Linked DNA regions of Gossypium hirsutum: region 2 is linked to region 1. Evidence: chromatin contacts called from public Hi-C data. All regions are on one chromosome and are shown on one strand. Each heading gives the region's core, a stretch centred on a gene start, on an enhancer-like site or on the middle of the called end of the contact. The rest is flanking DNA. Distances are from core to core; before and after follow the strand shown.

Region 1 (3,405 bases), core at 561-3,060:
ACTTCTCTTCATGACTCTCCATTTCACAGTATTGCTTAACCTGTGCGACAGTCACATTTTCCTTGTGCCCAAGACAAATGACTTCATCAAAAGCAAAGATCAGTTCAAAAGCAGTCTTGCCAATACCCTCCTCATCTAGAGAGTAAGAATACTCAGTTACCTAGAAAAAGTACAACAAATCAAGTAAATGCTCTGTTCTACTTGGCTCAGACAAGGATATTACAGAAAGGCTAAAAACTGCAAATGCCTCAAGTAATAGATACAAATGTGCCAAGGAATGAGAAGCTGAAAACATACAGGTAAAGGAACCACTCCGCAAACAAGTCAACTTCCAACTACATTATCTATTATGTTCAAAGATTAAATCAGACAGGAAAGAAATCAAAGAGAAGTTAAAGCATACCAGCTTGGAGAGCAGTCTTAAAGTCTCCAAATCTTCAAGAATGTTGCTCTGTTTGTTTGTTACAAGAAGCAAATAAAGAGCTTCTATTGGTTGATAAACATATCGCACATTCTCAGTCTCAACATATGTGTGTTGCTTTCCTGTACCCACCAACTTAGGAAAAGCAGCAAGAAGACCTTCAATTCTTATGCGAGTCATGTCCACAAACTGCCTGGAGAGAAGCACTGCAATAAGAACAAATAAAGCACATGTAACACAACCGAATTTTGAACTTCAACAACTTAATTACAACAGCACAAGAAAAACAACTACAATGAGCCAACATGAAAGTCACCTTTTCCAGACTTGCTTACAATTGAAGCAGCAAGTACAACCTAAATCACAAAAACAAAAGGTAAAATCAGAAGTACTTCGGTCTATGCTTTTTATTACCTTTAATAAGGAGGGAATGAATTACAAGAAAACAAAGCATAAGAGACAACACTAGGAGCAGTGCTTACCAGAAAATGCTGGACATTAAAAAAAAACATAGACAAAACCATAGAAGAGAATTTCAACAACAATGGCAATGCTCGTACAGATAAAGTTAACAGATGGGAATGAAGCAAAAAGCAAATCATTCAAGAAAACAAAACATGGACCTTGTAATATCTTCAGTTTCTCCAAAATGAGTTTATAGTTTATTTAATACATATATATTTAAAAAGAACTGAAATCTATTTAAATGTATACTTCTACTAAAAAGAACGAGTGAAAAATGAAAATAAAGAACAGATCTTACCATCTTGGTTACCAAGAAGCAATCTACCCAGACAATATCAATTTGAAGCTTTTATCAGAATACCTATTAAACAATGAAAATCAATTTAGGATAAAGGCGATCACAAATAAGCAGCGGGAATCAGGATAAAATAAATGGAAACGGATAGAAACGATCTATAATATAACAGTAAATCTGAAAACAGAAAAAAGCGAATCAGTATATCTAAGTCTGCAAAGAGATCGACCACCTCAGATCTGTACATCAACATGCATATAAATTCAAATACCGATAACACAATTACAGTGTTTGACAGAATAAAATGCGAATGGTAGAGGAATCACCGAGAGAAACAACAGAAGGACTGAATACAGCATTTCCGATTTAAAAGCGTTTGAAACGTAAAAGGCAATGAAATCGAAGGGAAAAAAAATCAGATCTGACAATTTTACCCTCTAAATGCCCAACTGAGGTTGCGGAATTTAGAGATCTGAGATGGAGCTTACCTCGATCTAGTTTGTACTCTGGAGATCAATTCGTTAAGAACTCAAAGGCGAAGAAGGTACTGACGCGCTCGAGCATTATATCTGCGTTGCGGTAGATCCGTCGTTTAATATTCGGACCAACTTTGGATTGTCCGGCCCGATCCCTGAGGCCCAACGTGTTGCATTCTCGGGTTTTTTATAGCCTAAACTCAAAAATATTCATTTATGTTTGTTTAATTTTACATTTTGGTTTTCGATGTTTTAATTGTTACAATTTTATCACATAGCACATTAAACGTAGACATGGATTTAATTTTTTTTAAATTTTTTTATTATAGGCCCTGTCACTTATGTATTTTTTTCCCCTTCTCATTTCTCATTTCTTCTTTTTTTTTTCTCTCCCACGTTTTTAATTTTTTTCCAATATTTCTTTTATTTTTTCACTTTCTCTTTCTTCTCCCTTTCCTTCTTTTATCTTCCTCACTCAACCTGTTTAATAAAACTTTATTCCATTTAATGAAAGTGCACTCCCTCCTAAACAACAATATCAACTTAGAAACAAATATAAAAAATACTACAGTTAAGCACATAACATATCTTTTGCAATTGATATATCAATGCCTAAAACTAGAAAAAGTTTCCACATATCATTGTCAAATAACTCATTCTATAAATTTGAACGACATAAATATAATTGAGAAGAAAACTATAACTTGTTAACATAATTGAAACAATGGGTACCTGTAGTTGGAATGAAAAAAAAATTTAACGCAATTTTGATAACATTAATAACCGTATCGAAATAAATAAAACATCAATAATCAAAATATAAACTTAAACAAATATAAATAACTATTTTTATAGTTTACCAAAAATTAATACAGCATTTCTCTAAAATGGGTCCTCAAATAATGAAAAGACTAGATATATATTTATTTTAAAATTATTTCTTACGTCTTAAAATTTCTTATGAAATTAAAACATAAGAATCATAAATTAAAGAGTAAATTACATAAATAGTCACTTAATTATTAAAAACATTTTTATTAAATCATCCGATTTTAAAAAATTATAAAATGACCAATTAATTTATCTTTCTAATTTTTTAAGTCTAAAACTGTTAAATGCATAACAGTTACTTATTTTTTTAACATTTACTTTTATTACACATTATTTTTATGTTAAATAATAATTAAAAAATTATTAATCCAAATTACCTAACCTCCTCCCTCTCCCCTTCCCCTCCTGACTCCTCCCCCCCCCCAAAAAAAAAAAAACAAAGAAAAAAAAATCGTGCTAACATTCATAATCCTCCACCCAACTAGTAACCTACAATCATTCAATCCCAAAACTTCCAAAGCCTTGCTTTTAGAACCTACTGCAATCACTGTAAACACATCATTAAAAACATCAACCCGTGCTCCTTTTTTCTCAATCAAACAATTGAAAAAAACAAAAACCGATCATTTATATTTTCCAATCTTAACCTCCCTGAACAACTCTACCCCTACCCTTTAAGGAAAAAAAAAAAGAAAGAAAAGATGTTAAAGATGAGACTAGCATCAACACCAAGAACATGAAACTAAGTATGGGTGGCCATGTTTCCCATGGATGTTAAATATGTGAAATCAACAAAGCAAAATCAATAAGAAGAACGGGCAATGTGTGGCACGATGGGAGGAGAGGGGACGGTGGGGAGAGGGAGTCAGAAGAGGGGAGGGAGAGGGACAGGGTGGGGTGGGATGGGGTGATTTGGA
Region 2 (3,788 bases), core at 1,062-3,561, 500 kb after region 1:
AAATTTATGGTTTTATAACCTTTAAACAATTAAACTAATAGCGATTGACTTTTTCAACTTTTACAATTTAGTCATTTTCGCTTAATTAACTATCGAAATGTTAAAATTTTTCAATGAAACTTTAATACCACCTTAATGAAATTTCATAATTATTTATAAAAATATTTACAACTTGGTTTATAGAAACGAGGTCCCCATTCCTTATTTTCTAAAACCACTTGACCTTAGAGTTTTATCCCTCGAACTTAATAAATCGCTTAAATAACATAAATTATCAAATCAAAAACATTTTTAAAATCACATTTAACTCGTAAATATTAAATAATAATATTTACGAAGTTACTCGTCGAATTTGGTGGCCTCAAAACCACTATTTCCGACACCACTGAAAAATAGGTTGTTACATTGACAATCACTAAGAACCTCTTTGAAAGCCTCCATTCACATTTGCTCCCTAGGTAGCCCATTTTTTTCAAAGGAGAAAAAATCTCATTAAAATTACCTTCCACAAACCAAAGGATTGACCTAAAGTCCTAAATAAGTTCCATGTGTCATCCCTATGACGCGAATCTGAAGCCCCATAAAAACTCTTAAATCTCCACTTATTACCCTCATCACCCTCCTTAAATTCAATATCAATATGGTATTTTGAGAAACTCCTCGAAGTGATCGTGGAATTTCTTCTCCAAGCTAGACTTAAACCCCCTCGAGAACCATCAGCTGCAACATCAATCCCATTTAAAAAACCACACCTCCTGCAAACATTCTCCATTTTTCTAGAATTTAATTTAGTCTCCATTAAGAAGACAATTTGGGGATTATACACCTTTAGCATATGTCGAAGTCTCCTAACAGCCCGTGGCCTCCCCAAACTGCGAACGTTCCAATAGAATGTTTTCATTGCGACCATTCGGCTTACCCCTTGGCATCTGCTGATGTAATATGGCTACTTCCCAACACCTTCCTACTCCTAACAACAAGAGATTCCAATTCATCCCCATCAACAAATTTGTCACCCTCTCTTCCTAGTCTCTTTTTCCCATCACCCCTTTCAACCATGCTCTCCTCCGAGGCATGCTCCATATCCATCTATTCATTTATTTTTTATGACCTGCATCAAAACAAGATACGAGATTCAGATCCCCTTCCAGATTTACTCCTAACATAAGACTAATGCGCCTACCCAAGTCACAATCTACAAAAGTGTTCCCCTTCTTTACCCCTTTCCCATCCTTTCGTAGCCATACACTGCTAATGCAAGGGCTCTTCTAGATTGGGCTCGCAATGACAAATCCCAACCCATCTCAGCTACATCAAACCCTAGTGCCATTTTAGCCTGACAGAAAGAATCACTGTGCCCTAATCGCCCATAGAAAAAACAAAATAGGGTCAATCGTTCGTATTTAAAACTAACATAGGAACAAGCCACAACTGAAAACATAACTTTATTCTTCATTTTCAAAGGTCTCCTAACATCCAATTGTTCCCTTACACGCAAATAAGTACACAAACCCTTTCCCAGATTGGTGCCGTCGAACTCCAAAAAATTCCCAAGAAAACCCTCAATTTGGTGTGCTAAAGTCTCAATATAAAAACTTGGCGGCACTTCATGAATTTGTACCCAGAAACACGCAAAGATTAATGGCACCTTTAGCGGATCTTCCTCCTTCTCCGGCCAATGTAGCATCAAAACATGGTTATTAAAAGTCCACAGAGATCCCTTTAGTACTCTCTCTAGATCCATCTTATGAAAAAAATTGAATAAAAACATTTTCTGATGCTATAAAATTTCCATTGTACTTCTCATCACTGGGAAATGTATAACACTTGGCGTTAGAAAACACCCAACCAGACAGAGATCAATTTCCACAAATACAGAATGAGGATCAGTCTGTGCCTGCAATATTTTGTCTTCCTCATCATCCAATGATAGATTTGCCAACTTTCTTTCCATAATTCAAAAAATCAAAAGCAACCGAAATGTAGAAATGAAAAGAAGAATTTAAACCAAAATCAATGTCGTCAACAAAACCACCGATAAAGAATCACTAAAAACAAAGAAAACCTAAAAACACAACAACCTGCTAGAAACAGCAGATAGAGGAGTGCTAAAATAGTAAGAATAATTTTTTTTTTACTCTTTATTCTTTATTTCAAAACACAAATATTATTTTGAATTTTTTTAAGAAAACACAATAATGGTAAAAATGCTAACACATTTACTATTTAAATTTTTTTTATTAAAATTTGTTTTTTCTTTTGACACCGTGCAAGTTGCAACCGTACGCTATGAAAAGTTTGACTCTGTCTAGAAAAGGAAAGAAAATAAAGGGGAAAAAAAAACAGGCTCTTCGATTGTATGCGCATGTTGAATTCCCATGCGCTCGCGCGGCGCACGTTAGCACTAAAAAAACAAACTTCTCTTTGTCTTCTCCGTTTGTGATTTCCCCGCGAGACCAGAAACACACAAATTCCATTTCCATTCTCCAAACTTCCATTACTTCCACCGATCACTCCAAATATGGCTCCAGCCACCATCATGGCGGGGGCTCGGCGTCTTGTCAGCTCCCGCCGCCGAACCGAGGCACCTCGACGGCGTCCGTCTCCTTCCACGCCGCCGAAGAAGCTGAGACCAATGTCTGAGATAATGGCGCGTGCGAAATACGCTGTGGTGGAGCGAGCTGACTACAGCGACATCATCTGCGAACAATGTGGCTCCGGTGAACGTCCCGGAGAGCTTCTCCTTTGTGATAAATGCGATAAAGGCTTCCACATGAGATGCCTTAGACCAATCGTGGTTCGTATTCCTATTGGATCCTGGCTTTGCCCCAAATGCTCTGGCCATAGGCGAGTAAGAAGTAGGGATTTCTTTTTTATCTTACCTTTTATTTTTATTTTGTTTGGTTGACCTCTTTCTCCATTCTGTTTTCAATTTTTTTTTATAATAAATGTGTTTTATTTCCTTTTTAGCTTTTTCGCAGAAAAGGATAATTGATTTCTTCAAGATTCAGAAGAGTGGTGATGGGAAAAAGAAATGCAATTTGAATCAAGGTAAAAAAATTGTTGTTACGATTTTCTGTAATATTTATCTTGGCCTTTTAGTGTTTCGTGTTGAATTCCTGTTGATTTGGGAATGGCCTACTATATTTGAAGCGCATTCATAAAATTCTCACCTTGTTTCAGGATTCATGCAAAATTTAGATTGGAAATTAGTATAATCATGAAAATTAAGGGAAGGAGAAATTTGCTGAGATTTAAAATAGATTAATGGTAAAAAATGTAGGGCTGATTTGGAACCTGCAAACATTGCTGAAAATGATGAATGTTGAACCTGTCTTCATATAATATGTGAAATTGGTTAAAAGCAGAACTCTTAAAACTATTATTCTAGTATTAGTTATTGATTATTGACATTTGATTCGTCTTAGTTTTATCTTGTTGATATTTCTATAATGTAACCAAAGCTACCTGTAAGAGGTGAAAAATAATTGTAATTGTTAATTTAAAGCTGTACGTGGTGCACTATTGCTCACTGGTCTTATACTACAAAGCCTCAAAAACATTCATAATTGTGATCACTTGTTTCCACAGTTTGATTCATTAGTTCTTTGCCCCCACCCTCCCCACTTTATGATGTTTTTTCATATTTAAGTTATAATTTGACATGGTGAATGCTTTTGTGCGAGAGAAACTCATACAATCTTTGTGCCTGCGTGTCTGTCTGAATTAAAACGCATGATAGGCATCTATTCTGCATATAGGGATTATTTATTGAAATAAGGTGGGTA

The links. A called contact is a pair of places that touch in the nucleus more often than the background predicts.
Region 2: a contact with region 1 is called in a Hi-C map of leaf, with 4 times the contacts expected there. The contact joins the promoter of LOC107890788 here to the promoter of LOC107941949 in region 1. A contact is called at or near these places in 3 of 34 Hi-C or Micro-C datasets (all in leaf).

What each region holds. Positions count from the first base shown.
Region 1 is chrA11:82,881,371-82,884,775 of Gossypium_hirsutum_v2.1, forward strand. LOC107941949 (coatomer subunit delta) reads right to left here and starts at 1,811. Exons shown (of 12, transcript XM_016875572.2): 1 at 1,670-1,811; 2 at 1,185-1,247; 3 at 738-777; 4 at 404-627; 5 at 1-160. The coding sequence starts at 1,187.
Region 2 is chrA11:83,383,538-83,387,325 of Gossypium_hirsutum_v2.1, forward strand. It overlaps LOC107890788 (probable Histone-lysine N-methyltransferase ATXR5), which reads left to right and starts at 2,312. Exons shown (of 6, transcript XM_016815343.2): 1 at 2,312-2,858; 2 at 2,971-3,051. The coding sequence starts at 2,522.